Regions from separate parts of the Zea mays genome. Here all the other regions are linked to region 4. A link is a contact called in public Hi-C and HiChIP or PLAC-seq data. All regions are on one chromosome and are shown on one strand. Each heading gives the region's core, a stretch centred on a gene start, on an enhancer-like site or on the middle of the called end of the contact. The rest is flanking DNA. Distances are from core to core; before and after follow the strand shown.

Region 1 (2,700 bases), core at 62-2,561, 360 kb before region 4:
TACAAGAAGACACGGAACGACTGACGGGGCTGTACAAACATGCTGCTACCATGAGATTTGTTCATGATGAGATTCTACCTTCTTTCTCAGCAAGAAACACAGCTCATTTGTGATTTGTTCATTCCAGAAAGGAGGCGGCAACTCTGAGTACGGTTGAGCAAGCTCCTCTAATTTCGCAGCAGTGCTAATAAAAAAAGAATACAGCGAGCAAGCGAATTCAGAAACGAATCCGTTTCCAGCACCCTGTCCTGACAGCAACCAGAGAATCAAACATGCCCGGGAGAGAATCTGATTCCCATCGCAATTCGCGACCACCACGTTTCAAGTTGAGCACTGCGGCCAGCTAAACAGACAGGTAGAATCTATCGAGATTCGACCTTCCAGTAGGCGCAGGAGGGACGGGAGGAAGGTAAGGTTGGAGGTAGCAAAATGCATCAGCTCCAATCCACACTCCAATCGCCCGGAATCCCCGGTTACATCACCGCCAAGAGCGGGCGCACCAAAACGCGATCTCCCCGCCGGCCGTGATCCCATTCCATCGTCGCTCACGTGAATCGACACACAAATGACAGCCGGAAAGAGAGAGAGAGAGGGAGAATTTTCTTTTCGTGAACGACAAGTTGGCAGCGGCATGGCGTAGATCAAATGGGATCGCAACAGGAACCAAAGTAAGAGAAGAAGAAGAAGAAGAAAAACAGGGATCTTCCCACGCTGCATTCGACGAGCGCGCAGGCTGAGGGAAGAAGGGCGGGAGACGCACCGGGACGGAGGCGGCGAGCGGCGGACGGCGGGCGCGGATCTCGCGTCGAAACCAGGGCTCGGCGCGAGATCTGCCGCGGGAGGCGGCGAGGTTCCACCAGCTCGTGGCGCGCGCGCGCGCGTCTCGCTGCTCTTGTTTTGGGAGGAGAGGAGAGGAGAGGGGGAGAGGCTGGACGGAGGAGAGGGGCGGGCAGATGAGAGGTGTGTCGCTCGCTCGCCGTCTGCTTCTGGTGCCCGCCCCGCTCCCGCGTGGTGTGGTGTGGTGTGGCCTCGCCAATTGGGGCTGGTGGAAGCGTGGGTAGCTTCACGTCCACCAACCAAACTGCCCCGGGCCCACACGGCTGGAAGTACCTGACGGGAAAGAAAACACCGCATCAATGAAAATACGACAGTTTGCCACCCAGTGATGACAAGGCATTAGCTTAATCCCCTCCTCTTATTTCCGTTTTGACGCGATAACAATGTGAAACACTCATTCATCCATGGCACTAAACTCGGTTCCAATTTTAACCCAATCCTAGTTTCAAGTTTCTAGGAAGACAGGATGTATGTATTGACTCTTAGCGCTCTCTCTCTCTTTATACTAAAAATTAGCAGCTAGAATTACTATTAGTGGACTCAAGTAGACCTAATAATAAACATGCCAATTAGTATTAGATATTGTTAGGCATAGCTAGGTCCGCAAAAAAATTTGAAGCTTGCGAGCCGGCTCGTGAGCCTCGAGCGAGCCGAGCTGAGCTAGGTTTTCAAGCTCGTTGAGGAAACGAGCTGAGCCGCTCTGACTCGTGAGCCGGCTCGCGAGCTGCACAAAAATAATCAACCTACACAATAATAATGAATAATAGATAATTTTATAGATATATGACTCGTTTCTTAATTTTTAATGATGCATATATAACAATTATAATTTAAATTATTTTTAATATCGTGTTGGCTCACGAGCTGCATAAAAATAATCAACCTACACAATAATAATGGATATTGGATAATTTTATAGATATCTGACTCGTTTCTAGTCTTTAAAAATGTATATATAACAATTATAATTTAAATTACTTGTAATGTCATGTTATAATTATTTATTTCATATTTATAGATAATTAATTCACTATATAATGTAATATGAGTTTTAAGGTGCAACTCGCGAACCGAGCTGAACCTCTTTTTACAGCTCTGTGAGTAGACGAGTCGAGTCGGGCTCAGCCACTACTAAACAAGCCACACCGAGCCGAGCCGAGCTCGGCTAGCATAGCCTACGACGAAACTCTAATGTTCTAGTGATTCTAGTAGGCACCAAACCTTTGACCATTAAAATGGCGACGGGAAGTTCGAGTTTATTCGTTGAAAAGCTTTAACGTGGAAAATATAAGGAAAGAGTGCGCGCCTGACTGTTTAGAAAATGCTAGCCAGATCGACGCCTTGCACTTGCAGTGTCAAATAACTCGTGCGTTTGCGTCAGAAGATGCACAGTTCTTCAAGAGGGAAATATACTTTGTGATTTTAAAACTAAATATAGTTCGAAAACAAAACGAGAAAAAAAAACGGAACCGGTGCTTGAAACCGCGTACTATGAACGTTGAACGATGTCGTATTAATAAATTAATGAATTAATTAATTAGGGAGGAGACTAGTGATTCCAAGCTTTTGTAGGGGTGAACGTGTGAAAAGCGGCACGCGATTTTCGCGAGGCGCCTGGGGCGAAGGGTCCCCCACCTACGGCCAGACCCAGACTTGCCGGTCGCGTACGTGTGCCGCAGGCCCCGTCGGACGATGCGGACTGTCGCGTGGGCCCGACGGCACGCGCCCCCAGGGAGCGGGGAGCCGCAGCGGGGCGGTAGCGGTAGGTCCCAGCGGTGTCTCGCGGTCGCGGCTATTTCCTTTGACCCCCACCCGAATACCCATATTTTTAAAGCAAACTCGTCTGATGAAAAACGGACGAAA
Region 2 (2,729 bases), core at 179-2,678, 300 kb after region 4:
CAAGCTAAGAAGACATCACTGTGCAAGATGGTGATGGCCATTGTCAGTCTTTTAACTCTTTATACAGCTTGTCACTGTGCAAGATGGTGATGGCCGTGACCAGCAATAACGAACACAACATTACGTAATATGAGGGATGCTTTGTTCACTGTTAACAAAGAAAAAAAAAAGCAAAAAGATTAAAGTCTAGAAAACGACTAACTGGTTTTGGGGCCAGCAGGGTGGTTCCAAAAGGCCTGAAGCTTTGTAGCAGCCATTCAAACTAGCGCACCTGCCCCTTTTGAAAGAGTTCACCCAGCTAATGCTTCTGTGGTCCCCCTACAAGCAATAAAACCAAATGATGTCTGTGAGCCATTCATTCATCATTCAACAAAAAAGTAGAGATGACACTGAAGGACCATTAATGGTAGTGGCGGTCATAGAGAAACATATCCAGAACATGACAGTACAACAGTTATGCAGTCATACAAACTGGTAACAGTAGGGAGGTCAAACTCATCAATTTGTTAATGGCACCCTCCAATATCGAAATATCCAGAACATATCCAGAACATATCCCTACAGTGACAAGAACCAACACGATTTCAACGTTTTTACACCTTTTGACATCGCTTACTTTTTCAACGAAGCAAGTAGAAACTTCGTATGAAAATAGGTTGCGAACAAGCACTGCCAACAGAGTAACACACTGAAAAATAGATTGGTCATTCCATCCAAGCTCAATTCGATCCTGCAAACAATCCAAGTACGGCGGTTCCATTCCATGACACAGTAACTACAAGTCACTGTTCTTTACCCGTTTACCGTAGCGCCAGAGTCAAAGTACCTGTCACCTCTGATGATGCAGTACGAGCAGAACTCCCCGGGCGGGCAAGGGGCAACAACATGTAATTTTTACTACAAACTACGGGCAAGAAACGGCAGCGGTAGATACTGCGGGTCCAGTGCTTTGCCCACGTTGAGGCTGCGATTCGGATCGGCACCCTGGATATCCTAAGCATCAGGTGCTGCAGCCCAGCACTCAAAGCAGAAGTGTCGGGGGGAGGGGGGGGGGGGGGGGGGGGGGGGGGTGGAAGGCTGTTACCGCAACAACCAGACCAAACGAATTCCACCACGGGCTGGGGCGCTCGGAACCCCACCTCGGTCGCCGACTCGCCGTCGCTCAGAGGAACAACCGAAGGCACAGGCAGGCACAAACACGAACGGAACGGTCGGCGCAGGAGGCGTCCTGTCCCCCGCGCACAACCCAATACAGAACAAAACAGCGCATGGGGAGGGAGAGGAGACGGGGAGGAGGGTGGGCTGGTTTACACTTGCTTCGCCTCCGGCCACGGCGGAGGAGCCAAGTCAGCGAGGAGGGGGCCTCGGGCAGTGGTGGGGATCGAATGATCGATCCGCTGGCGCTCGTGTCTCGGGAATCGATCCGCTGGCGCTGGGGATGGTGGGGTTGTTGAGGGTGAGACAGTGGGGCCCACCTGTGAAACCTCCCTTTTACATGCAAGTGAACAGAGAAGTTCGTTTGGCTTTTGAATTGACCACAGGACCAGGGCAGTGGCTGTCAGTAATGGAAAATGATGCTAATTTTTTATTGACAGATAGTCAAATTTCTGGGATTGAATATAATTAAAGAGAAAATTTGTTTATTTCTATCTCAACCCCTCCAATCCCGAAGACGATTTGTGCTTCCCAAAGTAGACCTTAGGAATGTTTCAACATCTGAATTATATTAATATTTTAGCTTAGATATGTATAGAATTTTGTGTTAATTTTTATTTTATGTTATTACAAATATTACGAAGTACGAGAATAAAATTTTGTATAGCTTTTTATGCATTATTTTCTCCCTACAACAAAAAATGAAAAAACATCTGAATTTTATATCAGTTATTTAAAAAGACATAGAATGAATTTGAGGTTTACTTTTTATGAATATTAATAGGCTCAATGTTCAAAACAAGAATACAAATTTACAAAGCAAATTATATATGTTATTTATTCACAAGCGAATAAAGGGGGTCTAAAATTTAACATCCGAATAAGTATACGGATCTATACCTACCAATAGCGAAGGCATCACAAGCTGGTAGGAGAGTGGTGGGGACGGGAACAGTGGGCCCAAGCACTCGAGAGTAAAGTGACGGATGGCACGACAAAACAGATGAATGTCTTGTCAAGTGTCTCCCATCTTGCTACAGGAACATAGGTATTTATAGGATAACCGGGGGATCATTAGGCCTAAATACAATTATACCCCTAGTCACCTGCTACATCCCCGGAATATTCCCTTCAACGGGGTAATTATAGATTGGTATGGTTATATTTTTCACCACACCTCTTTTTACATCCATATGGGAGGCTGGCAGTGGACCCAAGGGGCCCACCCTATGCATAGGTAGTGCCACACCCAGTTTTAGAAGGCAAACCGAATGCGAACCATGTACGTGTCAGGATCAGCAATTCACGTACACAACAGTTATATAACTGGACATCATCACACAATGCTAAAATAATAACATAAAAGAAGGTATAATAGTCAATTACATCATGATGTCCGAGACATCCACATAGTCTTTAACAATTATCAAAGTGCAGAAAAGAAACGTAGATACACACGGCATACACAGGTAGTCGACCGGGGTTTGCCGCTAACCCACGCCTAGAACTCATCGTACTCTTGTAACTCCTGGAAGTCTTCCTCCTCGACTTCATCTTCTCCTGAGCAGTGGTTG
Region 3 (2,700 bases), core at 32-2,531, 460 kb before region 4:
CTTCTCTCAGCTGATGCAACAGTTACAGGCACAGTAAATAATATCTGGTAAGCGATTGAAATATTTGGATACGAATCCATTTTCCGAATATACTCAAAGATCTCCATAGCGACTTCAATGTTGTCGAGCTTAATAAAACCCCAAATATACTCTTGAATGTCTGGAGTTCTTCAAATCTATTTTTCAGTGAGCTGTTTGCCATATCAACAACAACTAAGAAATAGTTAACTTCAAAGGCCTTCTCAGCTTGCACAATTCCAAAGAACGTAGCAACTTTCTCACAAGATTTAGCCATGTCATAAAGTGTAAGATTAAGACTATGACAAGCACATGGCATATATAAAGCTCTTGGATTAACATCAAGTAATCGCCCTTGCACTCCCTGACGTATATACACTGTATGTATAGCTGGGTGGGGCCCCTGGAATTTTGGGGCCCGGTGCGGCCGCTCCGGTTGCCCGCCCTCAGGACCGGCCCAGGACTAGTCACAAGTTAGATAAAAAAAAGAACATATATATAGTTTAAATTAGTGAATATTGGACTGCTAGTTAGCTAATAAGTACTAACTGGTTAAAGAAATTTCTAAAAATACCGTAGTCGTAGACGTGTCAGCCCGCCCGTTTTTTTTATAAAAATCGCTTTGATCAAAACCATCTAAAATCAACGTGAACATAAAATTATGACCCGTTGAGGAAACAGGAAACAGTTACTTTCTACGTCCTAAACTAAACACGACCCTTTTTATCTTGTTCCCACGTGATACTTAGGGTGCGTTTGGTTGAGAAGTGGAGAAGAATGGAGCGGCGCTATTCTAGTTTTTTTGGATGTTTGGTTTCTAACAAAAAAGGAGTGAAGTTTTATATGAAAATTTACCATAAATAATTGGAGTGCTCCCGCTCCAACAAAATGATTGGATGCGAGGGCTCTCTCGGATGCGAGCGCTCTTCTTCCTTTTCTCTCCTCTACACTCATATGTCTCTCCAACCAAACAAAGAACGGAGTGGCTCCGCCCTATTTTACTCTTCAACCAAACAAAAAAATAGGGCGACTCTGTTTTATGTTTGTCAAACAAAAAATAGAACGAATCCATTATAAAAAACTAGAATGGAACCGTTCTATTTTAATTGACTCTCCAACCAAACGTACCGTTAGATTCTCTTACCAACCACATTCTTAGAAAATTTCCTTAAAAAAAGCTTAACCTAACAGCCTAACGATGACTTGGCCCGGCCCATCCAGTAGAAGACTAGAAGAGGACGGTGGGAAAGAGGGGTCCAAGAAGCAGGGCACGGCACCAGACGCGCCCATGGACCCCACCGGCGTCGACGGCGATTCCGCGGCGGCGAGGGGGAGCGGAGGCGGAGGCGGAGGGGGGACAGGGGCCGGCCGGTGGGCGGTTGGCGCGGTGTGTGGGGGGCTGGTCTACTACCACTGCGCGGTACGGCGAGCCAGCGCGGTGTCCCTTGCAGCAGACGTGCTCCTCGTCCTCCTCTGCTCGCTCTCCATCCTCGGCCTCCTCTTCCGCCACCTCCACATCTCGTGAGCACCCCCCCTTCCTTTATCCTCCGCTTCCTTCTGCTAGCTCCGCATCTCAGTCGATGCAATTCTGTCTTCTTTTGTTGTTGTCGATTCTGCTTGCTGGCTGTTTGTGAACTTGTATCGTGACGATTGTGAGGTGTGCTATGGTTTGTCCAGCAGGAATCTTTGATTTGTCGTCTCACAGTAGCAGGCTAGTGGTAGATGCTGCTGGTAGTTGTAGCTGATGGCTAGTAGATCGTACTGCAAAAAAGCGGAAAGGAGGTAGGAAAACAAAGGGGGCTATTCAACTATGTTTCCTTAATTTCAGGGATCTTTTTGGGAACATGCTTACTGGTATGAAGTAGGCCATGTACATGTGTATAATTCCTGTGCCCGATTTTCTTGGTGGTGGAACTGGAATAATACTGTACGGAATTTCTATTTTGTTGGTAAGTTTAACGGTAACAATTGTTTTTGTTATGTGTATTACTTGGGTAGAGAATACACAAACATAAAGCACATGAGAATAACACCATGGGCTTTAGACGCTTGGCTGGAGTTTGTTGCTTGCATTTTCATATCCATCCAAGATAATAACCCATTCGACCAACCCTTGGTGTGGCTGCACCACTTCTGAAGGATACTACCTATTGCTTCCTGTTGCTTTGGGATTGCAAACTGACTTGAATAGAATTCTGCAACTATCAATCACATCCATCGGCACTCATCTGATTAACTTTCTCAAGTTTTTTTTACCAACTGAACACTTCAAATTGATATCTATTTATTCCTGTTACTAATTGGTTTCTCTTTCTCTGCCAGCACCAGTATTTTTTTACTACTGCTTGTGCTTCTAACTGTATTCCCTGGGAAAAAAATGATCACTAGTAAGCTCCTGAACATATTCGAAGGAAGCTTATATCTAGTGTGGAATAAACAAACTTGTAATATTGGAGCTGCTCCCTCTGGCCTCTAGGCATTTCTTTCTGCTATATGGCATCTAGCTCGAGTAGGATTGTTGATTTCTTCGTCCATGTAGAAGTACATAGGTTAGTGGGAGTATATTCTGCTGGTGGCTAGTAGGCTGTTCAAAACTGGGAAAGGCTTAAAAGGGATAGGTAATTAAATGGAGCAAATTAACTATCGATTCCCAATTATCAAATATTTTGGGAAAAGGTCCAT
Region 4 (2,794 bases), core at 190-2,689:
CGACAACCGAAATGTTAGCCTCTGCAGTAACTTGGCTCTTCCCCCCGGTCCCCCCCAACAGAGCTCCCAAAAGTCTGGCGATTGATTACCTGCAACCATGGAATAAAACTGAGGTCAGAAACAAGAGGCAAAGTAATCCTCCACTAGATGCAGGTCGAGCAAAGACCGGGGATTGAAGGTTCCATCCATTCCTACAAGACACAATGGTTTCCACTGCCATCAAGATAGAACCATAAATAAATTCATCCATCCAAGAATTGCTACTTAAGGAAGGGACAATCTAATCTTTTTGTCATTCTTACAGAGAGAATGGCAGACCAAATGCTCTGTCAGTAACTAACCTGGTCCCACTGGTCAGTGACTGGTGATTTGGGGTGAATTGGTGCCATCTGTAAGGATGGCAAAAGAAATTAAATGACCCCTTAAGGAAGGGACCCAACCCACCAACAAAGACTAGAAATATATACATACATAGAAATACAAGGTATTGGACACAAATCAGTTTTGCATTAAATATTTCCCATTTATGAACCAATCACCATCAAACATTTTGTTAATAGCCTCTGCTTCGGAAATAAAGTGAGGGCACATGCGTTGCGTCTTTTGTGTTATCTCCAAATATATCCTAAAAAATTATTAAAGTGGAGTGGTAGAGATGATATTGTATCTCTTCGTAGCTGCGTCCTATAATCGCCACAGTCGCCAACTTGCAATTGCAAGCACAGAAGGGAATCGGAAACCTATAGGAATTCCAGAAGTGGAAAAAATTCGACAGCGTCCAAAACAGGTAACCTCAAATCCCTAACGAATTGCCCCCAAAATGGCAACCTTGACAACGAACATGCGGCGGCTGCAGACCTTTCCAGAAGCAAATCGAAAGCCCCAGACAGGAACATGAAACCGACCTCGCCACCCCCACCCCACCTCAATCCTTCCCAGATAACATGAACGAGAGCCTGAATCAAACTGAACCCCCCGCAAGAGGAGCACGGGTGGGACCAAACCGCCGTCGCCAACCCACAGCACTTGACCGTGGTGGAATCCAAGAGCAAGCAAGGAAGAAGCCAGCCCTGTGCGGACCTGCGGGGAGAGAGAGAGAGTGCACTCACCCTTTCGAAGGCTGGCCGGGAACACGCCGCCGCTGCCGATGCCAGTCGATGGAGGAAGATGAGGTCGGAGCCGCGCGCGGAGGTACCAGCGATCCGGGGGGCGCGATCGAGGGAGGGCGGACGGACGGTGGGAGCAGGCGGTGTGTGATGTGATGCGGTTGCGGTGTGGCGTCGGAACGGCGCGGACCCCCTCGTCTCTGGACCGAGGAGGACGGGGCGACGGGGGCGGCGACCGGTGGGTGTGGGGGAGGAAGAGGAAGGCGAGGGGAACGCGAGAGAGGAAAAGATCAACAAAGGCGAGGGCGAGGCGAGACAGAAGAAAGCGAGAGTGGAGTCGCCTCGTTGTCGCTGGGTGGAGTATATCGCGGGGGCCGTGGGGTCATGAACTGGCAGGTTAGCCACGTGGCGGGGCTGATAGCGGATCAGCGTGGGGCCTGCGCTGCGCGGCGCGGGGGGGCCAGGGATGGATATTGCGGTGGTGGGCGGGGGATTTGGGAGTTGGCGAGGGGCCTCTGTGCAAATCGGTCGCCCGTCGGAGGCTTGGTTGCCCAGGCCAAACGGCACGGTGGTGGTCTGGCATCTGACGTACGGTCGGACTGCAGCTACACCCGCATCATGGGCGTGCGTCATTGCGTGCCGCCCGAATTCTTTTTTATTTTATCTTTTCTTTTGAAAAATACAGTTGTGCACCCTTTAATATACACATCTAGTATCGTGTGTTAAGAACGCGTGGTTTCGCTCATTAAAGTTTAGTCCGTGTTAAATTGATATTCGAGTATTTATTAATTATAAATATTAAATATAGTTTAATTATAAAACTAATTAGAGAATGTATAACCCTATTTATTATGGTGTCACTTGATGTGTCTTTAGGGGTTAAATAAAAAAGTACAAGAAACATGCTATTAGCAAATACTATGTCTCTACACAACTCTCTCTATATATTGTCTCTTAAGTACATTTATGATCTAAGGCTCAAAATTGTATCATGCAGTCTCCATGTTGTCTCCTATAATTGAAAAATTGATCTAAGGGCTCAGAATTGTACATGCTCTTACATAAATGATGACTAAACAACGAGACAGATTTATTAAGCATAATTAATCCATGATTAGCAAGTGTTTACTATAGCATCACACTGGCGAATCATGGACTAATTAGTCTTAATATGTCTGTCTTGTCTAGAGATGGCAATTTCACCCGTGGGTTCGGGTACCCGACCCGACGGGTGCGGGCGCTTATTTTCACATGTGGGTGTGACCCAGACCCGACATATAACTCTTCGGGTTCAGGTTTCTAAGTTCACTCGTGGGTGACCCACGGGCACCCGATGAAAATAATTTGGCACCCCTAACCGGCTAGGACAACACCCAACCCGAGTTGACCGAAGCCCACTAGTGTTGTTTGGTCTTTCTCCCTGTAGTGCAGCGCAGTAGTGGCAACCTAATCGCCACTCGCCAGCGCCACTCCCAGACTCCAAAATTCCCTGCAACCACCAGCCACCATCCAAGCTTCCAAAGCTGTGGTTAACCAGCGACCAGTCAGGAGCCATTGTTCTCCCACGCCGGAGGCTCACTACTCACGCCCACGTCGGGCGGCTAGAGGCTCACAGCCGTCATACCTCGTACGGAGCATGAAGTCACCCTCGCCTAGCCGCCGATCTGCCGTGCCGAGAAGCCGAGGAG
Region 5 (2,700 bases), core at 70-2,569, 260 kb before region 4:
ACAGTGTTTGAGCATAATCAGAGTCGTCAGAAACATCAAACAAGGGTCCAGCGCCAAGTGCATATGACAGAGCATCATTTAGCTCGCCCAAGTAGAAAAATACCTTAGAGGCAACTAGTGCTGCAAGTTGCCTCTGGACAAACTCCTCGTCTTCATACAAACTCTCACTGCAAGCAGCAGGGAACAAATTGTGAGGAAATAGGAATACAGGACAAAGCAAAGCACCTAAGCACAAACTGATTGTCAAAACTTTTTACAACCAGTGACCAGGATAATAAAGAGACAAAATATATTGCCACATGCACATCAATTGCATCAGTCATGAAGAATCTTGGTATTCATACGGATCCTTCTAAAATGAATGCAACTCCCAGGAAATAAACACCAATTCTCATATAGCATTTACTCATTTCTCCGCTATGACTGGATAGCTTCTATTGAACTGAGGAGCAACCAATAAGCTAAGGGCAGTTCCGACATTAAGAGAGACATTAAACAGTATAAACACATAATCAGTATTACTTTGTCACAGGTTACAAGTTTTTATTTTAAAGAACAAAGTTACCACATTTGATTCATACCCTATCATGACAACCCGAATATAGAAGTTCGGGATTTGTTGCCTTAAACAATCTAGAAACTTAGCAACAAAGTTCAAATTTTTCAGCAAACAGTGTCCATAAATTGGAGGACATGTCATGACAAGCTCTAAATTCTAAAAATTCTAGGTTTCCAGTTACCAACGGTAGCACATTAACCCTCCCAAAACCTCCATCCCAACAGATCGGACACAGGGTTCCCTCTGAATGGAACTCGACGCGGCGGCGCCGCCGCCATCTAGCCGGACCTCTGCAGGCGAGCCCGAATCGAACCTAGGCTAACAGAAATTCACCGAAACTAATGGAAACGCGCGGCGATGGGGCGATGCAGCACCTGCCGTCGGCTGTGGCGGCGGTAGAGCGGGCAAATTGAGGGGTCGGCCGGGCGGGAGTGGAGGGGGCCGCTGGAGGAGCGGGGAAGGGCGCGAGGAGGAGGGGACTTACATGGAGGAGACGCTGGTGGAGATCTCGTGCCAGAAGGCGTGGACGAGAGAATTGAGGCTGGCGAGCGCGTGGAGCTTGAGCTCCGGCGCCGGCTCTTGCAGCATCGCCAGCAGGGAGCCCGCCGAGCTCACCATCACCGCCGCCGAAGCCATGTCCACCACTGCCTACGAGTACCGATCCGCCGCTCCGAGGTTCGAGTCGATAGGGTACGGGCTTGCCCTCTTGCTGCTCGCCGTCCGTCGAGGTCTGGGTGCGGCTTTGCTTGGAGCAGAAGAAGATCGCGGATTCGATTCTAGGTGGAGAGACTGGGGACTGGGGCGTAAATACAAGGCTTGGAGGAGGCAATTCGAATATGAGACAACCCTTAGTTTTAGTTATTAGTAGTTGACGTGACATTGATTTAAATAATATTAAATTTATCTTTTTCATTCTATTTTTACTGGTGTACAAACTTTATATAAATTTATAAAACATTTATATTATATATTATATTCACCATAATTTTCTAAAATTTTAGGAATTACAAATTACTTACTAAAAATAAAAATATTGTCGGTACTCTGGATCAGGGGTACCCTCTACTATAGTATAAAGACGTTGTACACATACGACGTCTCCTGGCCGCACGAAGAACGGCACCTGACCCACCACATGGGCAGGTCTAGGAGCACCGTGCGGCAAGGGAAGATGATGCACCCCAGGATGCATCGTTGGGTCCGGACCTCTACGGAGGAATACCGGACCCCTCTACACACAATCTGGATCCTCTATTACGATCCGGGACTCCCAAGGAGGCATGCCGGGTCCCTCGGATGGGCCCTAGGTCCCTCCAAGTGAGGTCCGAACCACAGCAAGGACCCGGGACAGGGGAACCCTGGAATAAGTAAGGGTCCGGTGCTGGCACGTGTCCAGGTCTTACCCTGCGTGCTCGCGCTACCCGCGAAGGTGGAGGCCCGCTGCTGCCGCGTGGCTTTTGGTCTGTGACATAAGACAACGGTCAGAGCCTGACGTAAGGCCTCTAAAGCCAAGAGGTCTCTGCATTTATTGCGGAGAAGACGCGCCGCCTGCCACCATACTGACAGACGATGTGCCCTCTCGGCATTTAATGCGTCCAGTCCTCTCCGCTGGCAGACGGCGTCAGGGTCATCCTGCAGACGGCGCACCTGTCTAGTCTATCGTCAAACAGTGCGCCCGTGCCATGCAGCTGAGAGCACCTAGAGGGGGGGGGTGAATAGGTGATCCTGTGAAAAACTTAAACTTATAGCCACAAAAACTTGTTAAGTGTTAGCACAATAGTTGCCAAGTGGCTAGAGATGAGTCCAAACACAATAACCACAAGAAATCAAACACAGAGATGGCACGGTGTTTATCCCGTGGTTCGGCCAAGTACAAAACTTGCCTACTCCACGTTGTGGCGTCCCAACGGACGAGAGTTGCACTCAACTCCTCTCAAGTGATCCAATGATCAACTTGAATACCACGGTGTTCTTCTTTACTTTGATCTTTTCCCGTTTGCGAGGAATCTCCACAGCTTGGAGTCTCTCGCCCTTACAATTGAATTTCACAAAGAAGTACGGAGTAAGGGAGGGAAGCAACACACACAAATCCACAGCAAAATGCGCACACACACGGCCAAGAATCGAGCTCACAAAACTAT

What was found. A called contact is a pair of places that touch in the nucleus more often than the background predicts. HiChIP or PLAC-seq counts read pairs in DNA pulled down with a chosen protein or histone mark.
Region 1: a contact with region 4 is called in a Hi-C map of leaf, with 5 times the contacts expected there. The contact joins the promoter of LOC109942973 here to the promoter of LOC100282546 in region 4. A contact is called at or near these places in 4 of 25 Hi-C or Micro-C datasets (ear, leaf and leaf mesophyll).
Region 2: a contact with region 4 is called in a Hi-C map of tassel, with 3 times the contacts expected there. The contact joins the promoter of LOC100285678 here to the promoter of LOC100282546 in region 4. A contact is called at or near these places in 2 of 25 Hi-C or Micro-C datasets (leaf and tassel).
Region 3: a contact with region 4 is called in a Hi-C map of tassel, with 1.8 times the contacts expected there. The contact joins the promoter of LOC100382184 here to the promoter of LOC100282546 in region 4. A contact is called at or near these places in 2 of 25 Hi-C or Micro-C datasets (leaf and tassel).
Region 5: a contact with region 4 is called in an H3K4me3 HiChIP or PLAC-seq map of leaf, with 4 times the contacts expected there. The contact joins the promoter of LOC100382965 here to the promoter of LOC100282546 in region 4. A contact is called at or near these places in 5 of 25 Hi-C or Micro-C datasets (bundle sheath, leaf, tassel and 1 more) and 1 of 3 datasets of contacts at active chromatin or transcription factors (leaf).

What each region holds. Positions count from the first base shown.
Region 1 is chr10:67,759,571-67,762,270 of Zm-B73-REFERENCE-NAM-5.0, reverse strand. LOC109942973 (ethanolamine-phosphate cytidylyltransferase) reads right to left here and starts at 1,311. Exons shown (of 10, transcript XM_020545589.1): 1 at 761-1,311.
Region 2 is chr10:67,096,001-67,098,729 of Zm-B73-REFERENCE-NAM-5.0, reverse strand. It overlaps LOC100285678, which reads right to left and starts at 1,428. Exons shown (of 6, transcript NM_001158569.1): 1 at 1,312-1,428; 2 at 203-318. The coding sequence starts at 257.
Region 3 is chr10:67,852,976-67,855,675 of Zm-B73-REFERENCE-NAM-5.0, reverse strand. It overlaps LOC100382184, which reads left to right and starts at 1,281. Exons shown (of 4, transcript NM_001174943.1): 1 at 1,281-1,539. The coding sequence starts at 1,307.
Region 4 is chr10:67,397,136-67,399,929 of Zm-B73-REFERENCE-NAM-5.0, reverse strand. It overlaps LOC100282546, which reads right to left and starts at 1,439. Exons shown (of 3, transcript NM_001155454.2): 1 at 1,110-1,439; 2 at 1-89.
Region 5 is chr10:67,655,839-67,658,538 of Zm-B73-REFERENCE-NAM-5.0, reverse strand. LOC100382965 reads right to left here and starts at 1,319. Exons shown (of 11, transcript NM_001353406.1): 1 at 1,044-1,319; 2 at 1-167. The coding sequence starts at 1,195.